Regions from separate parts of the Anser cygnoides genome. Here region 1 is linked to region 2. The links are chromatin contacts, called in public Hi-C maps. All regions are on one chromosome and are shown on one strand. Each heading gives the region's core, a stretch centred on a gene start, on an enhancer-like site or on the middle of the called end of the contact. The rest is flanking DNA. Distances are from core to core; before and after follow the strand shown. Region 1 holds the start of SYNE2 (spectrin repeat containing nuclear envelope protein 2). Region 2 holds the start of HSPA2 (heat shock protein family A (Hsp70) member 2).

Evidence for each region. A called contact is a pair of places that touch in the nucleus more often than the background predicts.
Region 1: a contact with region 2 is called in a Hi-C map of liver, with 1.9 times the contacts expected there. The contact joins the promoter of SYNE2 here to the promoter of HSPA2 in region 2. A contact is called at or near these places in 2 of 7 Hi-C or Micro-C datasets (both in liver).

Annotation. Positions count from the first base shown.
Region 1 is chr5:59,423,257-59,428,567 of Taihu_goose_T2T_genome, forward strand. SYNE2 (spectrin repeat containing nuclear envelope protein 2) reads right to left here and starts at 1,642. Exons shown (of 119, transcript XM_066998468.1): 1 at 1,622-1,642.
Region 2 is chr5:59,050,106-59,055,084 of Taihu_goose_T2T_genome, forward strand. It overlaps HSPA2 (heat shock protein family A (Hsp70) member 2), which reads right to left and starts at 3,600. Exons shown (of 1, transcript XM_013183105.3): 1 at 1,207-3,600. The coding sequence starts at 3,503. The coding sequence ends at 1,599.

The DNA of each region.
Region 1 (5,311 bases), core at 392-2,891, 370 kb after region 2:
CAGAGAACGTGCGTTGCGCAAGCACCGCCGCTGCGCCACGGCCAAGCAGGTGAGGTAAGCCACGAGCCACGTCTGGCATCCCTGGCCAACCCCAGCACACCAGCACGTGTTTCGGTACAGTTTTCTCCCAGAGACACCATCCCAGATGAAAGTCCAGTAAGGAGCTGGCATGTGACCACGAACACGCGTCCTTGGCACGGGATATGCCTCGGTTTCCTTACAATCCCTGCACAGCTTTCAGTACAGTGAAATGGTGGGCTGGCTTTTCTGAGAACCCTTCCAAGAAGAAACGCTTTAAGAGTCCCTTCCAAACGATTCAAAGGGGAAGCCTTCACTTGTAGAAGATACCTACAAAGCCTGCCTGCAGCACCAGAAAGGCACAGCCGCTCTGCAGGAACACCGTCTGCTCACACCTTCGTTGCGCAAGTATCTGCTTCCTGCCCCTCAGAAACTGCGGGGGTGCCCCTGGCACATAAATGGGAAGAAGCTTCAAATTTTTCCCTACTCCAACATGCAGCCAGCTGTGCTCTTACTTTCCTCTTACAATAACAAGCTCTGCCTCCTCCATCCCAGGGGTATTTCATCAGCAACATCCCACCCAGATCTGCGTAAGAAATAGTTTTGCAAACAATCTATCAGAAACCTTTCTTTCCCTCCCCTTTTTTAAAAGAAAAACAACTGTAGACCTGTCAGTCTGCTATCTTTGAAACCACTTGTTACAGTCCAAGTGGTTGATGAAGCAGGATGACAATACCAGGAAATACCTGGAATTGATCTTCAATGTTTATTTTTGGAGACTGGCTTTTCTCCCAGCTCTTATTAAATAGGTTGCTCCTTCCCTCCTCTTCCCTTTTGTGCTCCCTGGAATCAGATTGCAATTCGCTTCACCTCTTGGAGCTCAAGCACGGACCCCCTATGCAGAACTTTAGGATTCAGATCCAGGCTCGCACAATATGCTCTTTCTATTCCCCTGCTATCATATTCTTTCTCTCTTATCAAAAAGGATAAGGGAATGCTCTGGTATTTGTCTGAAACTGGAGATGCAGCCGATCCATTTAACGCTCAGTACTTGCCTGTACTCCCTCTCTCTGTTACACCAGCAAATTCCTTCAGCAAATTCCCCTCCAGTCGCTCAGCTCACTTGGCAAAGGAAGTCTTTCTGCTGCAAATTAGTTCTCCACACAGGAGACAGTTCATCCTTACCCTCCGTGGTTCACCTGTGCAGGTAAGTTAAGCTTTCTCCAGAAGAGCTGGTGCTTTTTTTTTTTTATCATGCCACTAAATAACACAGCAGCAGCAGCCACGCTTCAGGGCGGACCAGGTCACAGCTCCCCGTGAGACTCCAAAGCTCTCCGAGGTCCAACAGTATGTTTAATTGCAAGTTTCATATAGGTCAGTTTCAAGAGTTTCCATAGATCATTAAATAATCCTACATGCTGCCTTACACTGCTGCAAGCCTGAAGTGAAGCAAATTTAACCCTGAAGGTTAAACCCTAAGGTTTCACCACTTAAAAGCACGCATGCAATCATTCACACCGGCCCAGCGGACACACAATAATTCAGCTGTATTAACACCTATGACATTTTGCTAGCTCCTTTTACGAAAGGGACAGGTACCTACCGGGTGCCATCCGCCAGCAAGAGCCGAGCAGCCGGTGTCCCCCCTGGGACAGTGGCAGGTCGCGAGGCAGCCGCAGGGCGCACGGGCGCACCTCTGGGAGCCTGCCGTCATCGCCACTGCTGCCGGCCTGATGGGCGACCTTGAAAAAGCGCAAATCCCCCTTGGCCCCTTATTTATAGCAGACGATTGTCTCTTTCTGAATCCGCTGAGTGGCCAGGGGAGGAGGACGGCACTGTGTGGGACATCGCTGCCCGCTCCCTGCTCCCAGGTACAGCCTTCCAGGCTCCACCGCCCCAGTCCACGCAGAGGCTGGGTCTGGCAGAAACGAGGACACGAGCAGCCCTCCCAGAACCTGCGCTGTGGTACGAGGCGCTCTGGCTGAGGATCAGCCCTCCTGACATTAAACAGCTACAACAGAGGTGCCTCCGTGTGCCTCCATTGTTTGGACAGTGGAGAAACAATGGAGAGAAACAGGCACTTTTAGGGCAGTTTGTCCGGTGTATTTTTAGACGTCCAGTTCAGCGCGGATGAATCATGGCCCAGAAGTGTTTGTTCCTCTCTGGTGACTATGAAAGGAGTCTGGACAACTGTCTCCCATGCAGACAGCTATGCTGTAGTTCAGCGAGACGAATCTCACACTTAAGCTGGGGGAAAGGACATAAACAAAGAAGCACTCCTGGCTTTCCACAGGGGTGAGAAATATCGCCTCCACCGGAGACACAAGGTGCAAGTGCCCCATGCTTCCCTCCCTCGTAAACTTCTTGCAACTCAACAAGATGCAACTGCCTTTGCTGAGAGAGCTTAGCTTTGCTGGAAGAGCCTCGTTTAATCGCTGACCTTCAAGCTTTCATGGAATACTCCTCCACGTTGCTCACTGCACGAGAGTTTCCAAGAAGCAGCGCACGTTGCTCGTGGGGCAGCTTTCATTTCTCTCCCTGTATCAGTGGTTATTAGGTGGTTATTACCAGCACAAACCAACCCAACGGAAAACAGAGCTCTCGCTAACACAAACCAACACAAAGCCATTTCTGAAGCTGTCCAGTTCCAGCATCTTTACAACCTCTTTGTGGTCAGTTGTACATCAGCCGCTAGCCACAGACCCACAAGGCACGGTCAGCCGTGCGTTCTCCTCTCTGCCTCCACCTTTTCCCTCATCATTCACCAGCTTCTTGTGTTTCTCCTGGCAACCAACAAGTCAAATGACCCAGAAAGTAAAACTTCTTCCTGTACAATCCACATTTCTGCCTCCTCCCTACACTTTCATGAAAGTAATTACAAGTGCTTTGTTTTCCATCTTAATTGTCATTTCCTTCGATAGAACTCGCAAGCCTGAGCCTTAAAGCTCCAACACTTCATACTATTCTTTCCTCTTTTTCCCCATCCCCGGCCACAAACAGTACTGCTTGTATCAGGGTCAGCAATTCCTTCAAATCGTCTCCAGCCAATCTGCACGGCCGCATTGTGTGGGGAGTTATCAGCAGGCTGCAGGAAGGCAAGAAAGCAAACATGCCTCCCTGCGAGACACCAGAGGCATGGAGTGGAGCTCTGCCCCATTTCCCCTCCTGTGGGGAGATAACAGCCTACCAGCCCTTTCCCCAGCACAGATTTCTTTTCCCTTCCAGCGTGCTCAGCTAAGCGAAACACAGGTTTTTCCCCACTCCCGCTTCTGCCCCTGTCCTGGCCCTGTAGCATCTCCATAGAAGCAGCTTTCTTCATCTCCTGCTGTGAATACGGTGAGCTAGGTGATCCGTAGAGGCTGTCTTCTTCATAGCCTCACCAGCACCAGGATTTGTGTCCTGCCATCCATGAGGACCCCAGGAAGCTGGCCAGAATTCGCAGACCCTCTTTAGCCTTCCCATCGCCACTCTGCAATCCTTTTGCAAACAAAATGCCCCAGACATCTTCCCCCTCCCGGCATTACCCGAAGCCAAAACGTGTTCATCCTTCATAGCAGCAACTCGCTGCTGACACCCTTCACGCTCCACGGGACACGAGTCAGTCCAGGAAGGGTAGGCAGTCAAATCCATGTTCTGTGGGGTAATATACACTATCAGTTTATGATTCATGGTCCAGCAGCTGCAGGTGCTGCTGTAATTGTAATTTCCTCCTTCTCCTGGGCAAGCAGCAGGTCTGCACAGGAGGGAGCAGGGTGAACGTGGCCTGGACATGCCACTTGTACTCTCAGACGTGTATTTGTGATCCAGACCAATTCAGCCTTAGCTGAAGTAATAACCTACCCCAGACCTAATCCCAGTATCGACCCTCTCCACAGAGCACAGCTGACAAAACCCAGATAAACCTGATCTCCCAGCAGCTGCGTGGCCACCTCTGTCTCAGTTACAGGAGTCTCCCACCCACACTGGTCAGGGATGAAACTCAGGCGAAGGAAGATTAGGTGAGAGGTATATGAAATGTCACCTTCCCTTTAATCACGGCTTATAGATCCAGTCCCAAAGCGTTACTCATACTGCTCCACACTCCACGCGTATAATCCCACCGACTAATCCGACTGCTTGTTCAAACAGGCACGTTGCTGGGAGTGTTCCCTTGCGATCGCTGGCTCCCTTTCCAGTGTTTCTCCAAGTTCGCAAGCAGAGACTACATCCTCTCCCACATCTAAAGCCCCGTGACAGTTCAAAACAAACTGCAGGAAAGCTAGGGAAAGTGCGGTGGCACACATGGCACACTTTCAAAACGAGAAACTTCACAACCAATTGGTAGGTTCTCTCTCCACCGCTGCCAGGTAGTGCTGGGGAAACACTTCAGTTGTGGTAAGCAGCAGATAAGCATCTTTTTGCGCATATACATATAAGCATCCCAGCTGCTAGACTTTTAAAACCAGTATTCACCGTGCCCCAGGGAGGAAAAGGAATGGGGTAGACTGGCTGAAAGGCACAGCTTCTCTAGTAAGAGGCTGGGTCATCATTCGCATCTCCCTACACAAAACCGGCCATTGAGAGTCCAGATCTAAAACAGAGTCGCAGTTGCTAAGAAAACAGCGCTGCAAACAGATGTCAGGAGATGATTCATGAAGTAAGGGCATATCCCTGTACTACAGATAAACCCAGATGAATGGGGCTCTTTATACCTGATCTTTCAAGCTGTGCCTCTTCTTGCCCTCTTTGGGATTTCTTCTTTCATTCATTTCTATATTCAGATGGTGAAGAAACCAAACGGAGCTGAACTCGATCTTTATGGAATTAATTACTGGTAAAGGGGGGGGTTGCAATGCTTACAATGAACTTCGTAAAAGGGCTAAACTGTGTCCATTTTTCCACCCAAACAGAGACTTCTCAACACAAGAATCAACTGTGCCTAAAATCTACCAAAAGAAGTAACATAAAATCCCCAGTAAAACACTGCAAAGGAGGGAATAGTAGCGATTTTCCTTTTGCTACTTTCATTTTTAACACAAAACTAACAGCCAGGGAGATAAAGCATTTTAAACCTATTAGATCATTAAGGCATGCTGCTTCCTGAATTACTTTATTGTGTCTATGCTTAAAATCTTTGCCTGACAAATAAACAAAAAATAGCTAGCGCACTCCGTGACCGGCTGTGTGCTGACACCAACAAAGTTCTCATTTACTTTAATGAACTTTTGATGAGATTTAATTAGAGGAGAGAAGTTCCTTTGCTCCTCTTAAACTGTCCTGCTCAGTTCTTACTAAGGTCTGGTAGCAACGGCAC
Region 2 (4,979 bases), core at 2,350-4,849:
CTAAACATCAAAAACACCCAGCCTGATTACAGCCTTCCGAGATTTTGCTTAAGTAGTCAGCAGGTGCTTAAGTTGCAGTAATGGACTTTTCAAGTCCTACTGTGATTGTACTGCCATTTACATATGAACCGTTCAATAAACTTTAAGTGGTTTTGAGTAATTTAAGCCAACAGCTGATCAAACAAGCTTTTTACAAGCCTCGCATTCCAGTAGCGACTGTAACCCCTCTCTGTAGCCACGCGATAGTGCGCACGAACCAGCAGCCTGCGCTTGGCAAGCCAGCCGAGAGAAATCCGCCTCGTAAACCAGCCTTTCACATCTCCGCTGGTATTAAACACTACGCAAGTTTATTTTAGCCTGCCCTCTTATAACAAAACGTCCCACAGAGGTGTTTTCTCTATCACCTGCAAGCTCACGGGATTTGAGCCCGGAAAGCTGTTGGAGCTGCAGAAGGCGCAGCGCCTGCCCCGCTCACCCAAACAAGAGCAAGCCTGCTGATTTCCTGCAACTGCCCGCTGCCGAGCAGTTTTTTCCCTTAAAGGACAAGGCAGCCCGAAATGTGCATGTCATCAGGCTCTTTCCACTACAGCTAATTAGCTCTCGGCTCCTCTGACTCCAAACACTGCTGTTTTGCTTTCTGAAACAAATCAAGAGCTCCAGAGACTGTTTGGAGAAGAGCTGGGCAAGTTTAACTACTACAGAATTTGCCTATTCTATCAGCTTCGGCATCCTGACTCATTATTCAGCATTTACTGCGCTCAGGATCCTTGGCAGCCTTACTTTCGATCAACTTAGGAAGCGAAAAACACTTTCAATATAAAAAAAAAAAGCTCAGCTTGCACGCAAGCAACCCAAGAATAACTCAGCAGTTTATATAGCTGGCCACGCACTGCATTGCCAAGCCCAGCTGTCCCCGAAGCAGAACTGCCTAATTGTGCTCATTTCCATGCCGCTCCACTCGGGGGGCACTTGCACAACAAGGGGCCCTGTGCCCCACACTCCACAGCTGGAGGGAGTCCAGCCCAATCCCCCCACACCAGCCTGAAGCTGGAAGCTCAGCCCCCCAGGGCAGCTCCGTGCCTGTCAGGAAAGGCACCCGCAGGGCTGCTTGGGGCTCCCTGTCACCACCCCAGCCCCGCTCAGGAGGTTGGGGGCATCTACTCACCCCTCCACCCCCCACCCACAAAATGAAGGAAGCTGAAAGACTTATGCTTTAAATACATTTTATTTATTACCAAAATTTCCAGAAGCCAAGTTTGGCATTTCTCATCTTCCATAAAGATATTTTTTTTTCCCCATGCATAACTTGAAACTTGTCAACTGCAACAGTTGCGTGGTTACTTTAGAAGAGACACTTAAACAGAGACAAACATCCAGAATACAAGTAGCTGTATCTGAATTAACAAAATTTCTCTATTACTAACCTTATAAAGCAGGACGTGCCTTCCCTTTTATCAAAACCAAGCTGATAGATCTGCCTTTATACACACCCAACAGAATAAACTCTGTTATTGGCAATGACGTTTTTCTTAAACGTTAGAAAAATATAAAGCAAAGAATGGAGTGACTGTCCATAAACCAGTCTATACTCAGTCCTTTTAATCTACTTCTTCGATAGTTGGGCCACCAGAGCCACCTGCCCCAGCTCCTCCAGCTCCCTGGTACAATTTTGTGACGATCGGGTTGCAGAGTTTCTCCAGCTCTTTCTGCTTGTGCTCGTACTCTTCTTTCTCAGCCATCTGGTTGCGATCGAGCCAAGAGATCACCTCCCGACACTTGTCAAGCACTTTCTGCTTGTCCTGGTCACTGATCTTTCCCTTCAGTTTATCATCCTCCACCGTCTGCTTCATGTTGTAAGTGTAGGACTCGAGCGAGTTCTTGGCTCCCACCCGATCTCTGTTGGCTTCGTCCTCTGCTTTGTATTTCTCTGCTTCTTGCACCATACGGTCAATGTCATCCTTGCTAAGGCGACCCTTGTCATTGGTGATTGTTATCTTGTTCTCCTTACCCGTGCTCTTGTCCACCGCACTGACGTTCAGGATACCATTGGCATCTATGTCGAAAGTAACCTCGATCTGGGGGACTCCGCGGGGCGCTGGGGGGATGCCTGTTAGATCAAACTTGCCCAGCAAGTTGTTGTCCTTGGTCATAGCCCTCTCACCCTCGTACACCTGGACCAGGACACTGCTCTGGTTGTCTGAGTAGGTGGTGAAGGTCTGAGTTTGTTTGGTGGGAATGGTGGTGTTACGCTTGATGAGGGCAGTCATCACTCCACCGGCTGTCTCGATGCCCAGGGACAGGGGGGTGACATCCAGCAGAAGCAGATCCTGCACATTCTCGGACTTGTCTCCCATGAGGATAGCTGCTTGCACTGCAGCACCGTAAGCAACAGCCTCATCAGGATTGATGCTCTTGTTGAGCTCTTTGCCATTGAAGAAGTCCTGTAGTAGTTTTTGGATCTTGGGGATACGGGTGGAGCCTCCAACCAGCACGATCTCCTGGATCTGGCCCTTGTCTAGCTTGGCATCACGCAGGGCCTTTTCTACTGGCTCCAGGGTGCCACGGAAGAGGTCGGCATTGAGCTCCTCAAAGCGGGCACGAGTAATGGAAGTGTAGAAGTCAATGCCCTCGTACAGGGAGTCGATCTCAATGCTAGCTTGCGTGGAAGAGCTGAGAGTGCGCTTTGCCCTCTCACAAGCCGTACGCAGCCGCCTCACCGCACGCTTATTGCCAGCAATGTCACGCTTGTGCTTACGCTTGAATTCTTCCACAAAATGGTTCACCATGCGGTTGTCAAAGTCCTCCCCCCCCAGGTGGGTGTCCCCAGCTGTGGACTTCACCTCAAAGATGCCATCCTCAATGGTAAGGATGGAAACATCGAAAGTGCCCCCTCCCAAGTCAAAGATGAGCACGTTCTTCTCGCCAGCCCGAGTACCTTTCTTGTCCAAGCCATAAGCTATCGCAGCTGCTGTGGGCTCGTTGATAATACGCATCACATTCAGGCCAGTGATGGTGCCAGCGTCTTTGGTGGCCTGGCGCTGGGAGTCATTGAAGTAAGCAGGCACTGTGATGACAGCATTCTGCACCTTGCGCCCCAGATAGGCCTCGGCAATCTCCTTCATCTTGGTAAGCACCATGGAGCTGATCTCCTCGGGGAAGAAGGTCTTCATCTCACCCTTGTACTCCACCTGCACCTTGGGCTTGCCACCCTCGTTCACCACACGGAAGGGCCAGTGCTTCATGTCTGACTGCACCGTGGGGTCATCATACTTGCGGCCGATGAGGCGCTTGGCATCAAAGATGGTGTTGGTGGGGTTCATCGCCACCTGGTTCTTGGCAGCATCGCCGATGAGCCGCTCAGTATCGGTGAAGGCCACATAGCTGGGCGTGGTGCGGTTGCCCTGGTCGTTGGCGATGATCTCCACTTTGCCATGCTGGAAGACGCCCACGCATGAGTACGTGGTGCCCAGGTCGATGCCGATCGCCGGCCCTTTGCCAGACATGACGGCGGCTTTCTGCGATCAGCTGCTCGTTCGCTCCCGGTTACGTCCCCGCCACCCGCTCCCGCTGCCTTCTGCGGCACGTTCTGCCGTTGCAGCGCCGTCCGCGCCCCTTTTATAGCCCTCTCAGCCTCCTTCTGGAACCTGCCAGAACCCCCCGGACCAATCCAGACACCCGCCTGCCGCGAGCGACCAATCGCCGCCGCGCCTCCACGAGGAGCGCCCGCCCCCTGCCTCCTAGCCAATCAGAAGCGCGCCGCCCCCCTGCCAGCCCCGCCCCTCCCCGCCGCGCGGCGGTGGCCGGCCTTCTTCCTGTTGTTTCTCGATCCGTCTCGCTTGCCAGCGTGCGCCACGGCCGCGGGCCAATCACAGCGCGCGCTCCCCGCTCGCCCCGCCCCCCCCGCCCCGAAACTCTGCTAGAAAGTTCCAGTGGACGTTAGACGCGAGGGCCGGGGATCGACGTCAGCGTTATCCAATAGGAAGCGGGCAGGAGGGCGAGGGGGCGGGGCAAGCGGGGGCGGGGCGTGGTCGCTACGCAACTCGCGCCGCGCTGCCAAGGGGCTGGGCGCGCCCCCCCCCCCCCCCCCCCCCCCCCCCCCCCCGAATCCCGAGCCCCTGAGGGGCGCCAGGGGAGGGGGGCCGGGGGGGCAGCAGCTCGCCTCGCAGTGTTTGTAATTCCTGAAAGTTCCGTCAAACGCTGCGTGTCACCTCCCAGCGGCCGGCTGGTGGCGAATTTACCCTTATTTGGTCGCAAGGCGGCAGTTCCCCCCCCCCCCCTCCTCGTCCCTCTCACGCCGCCCTCCTGCCAGCCCGCCCCCGTCTCGTCAGGGAGCTGCGGCCGCTGAGGCGCCCCCCCCCCCATACCCCCCCGCCCCGTTCCTGAGGAGAATTTTCCTCAGAGCTCGGCTCGTTCCCTCTATGGCAGAGGGACAGTCCCGCCGCCAGCGGGGCCGAGGCAATTTTTAGCCTTATTTCGGCTTAACTTGGCGGGCTGACAGCCGCCGCGGCCGGGCAGACGGACGGACAGACGGACAAACTGCCCGCCGCTTCTCCCCTCAGCCCGCCGCCCCGAGCAGCCCGCCCGCGGGGGGCTGTCACCTCCGGTGGCCGCCGAGGCACCTCGCTGTCCCCCTCTGGAAAAGAGCAGCGTGGGCGGCTGGGGAGCCCTGTTGCTGCCTGTTGGCCATTCTTGAAACGTCTCCAAATTTTTGTCGGTTGTGCTAATGTAAAATGTCGTCACGCCTACATTTAGCAAAGGCTTTGGGGCTATTAACTCGGAGCGAGGCGAGGGCTTTGATGAAAATATATTAAACATGAAAATCTGCCGCGGTTGCTCCAAGTTATTCCTCCTAAGTTTGAGGCAAACACTTCAAAATATTCCAATTATAGTCAGGAGACCAAAATGCCGCGTTCAGATCTCTCTTCCCCTGAGCAACTTGTGGATAGCTGCTTTAAAAGTGCAGCTGAAAGTCTGCTACA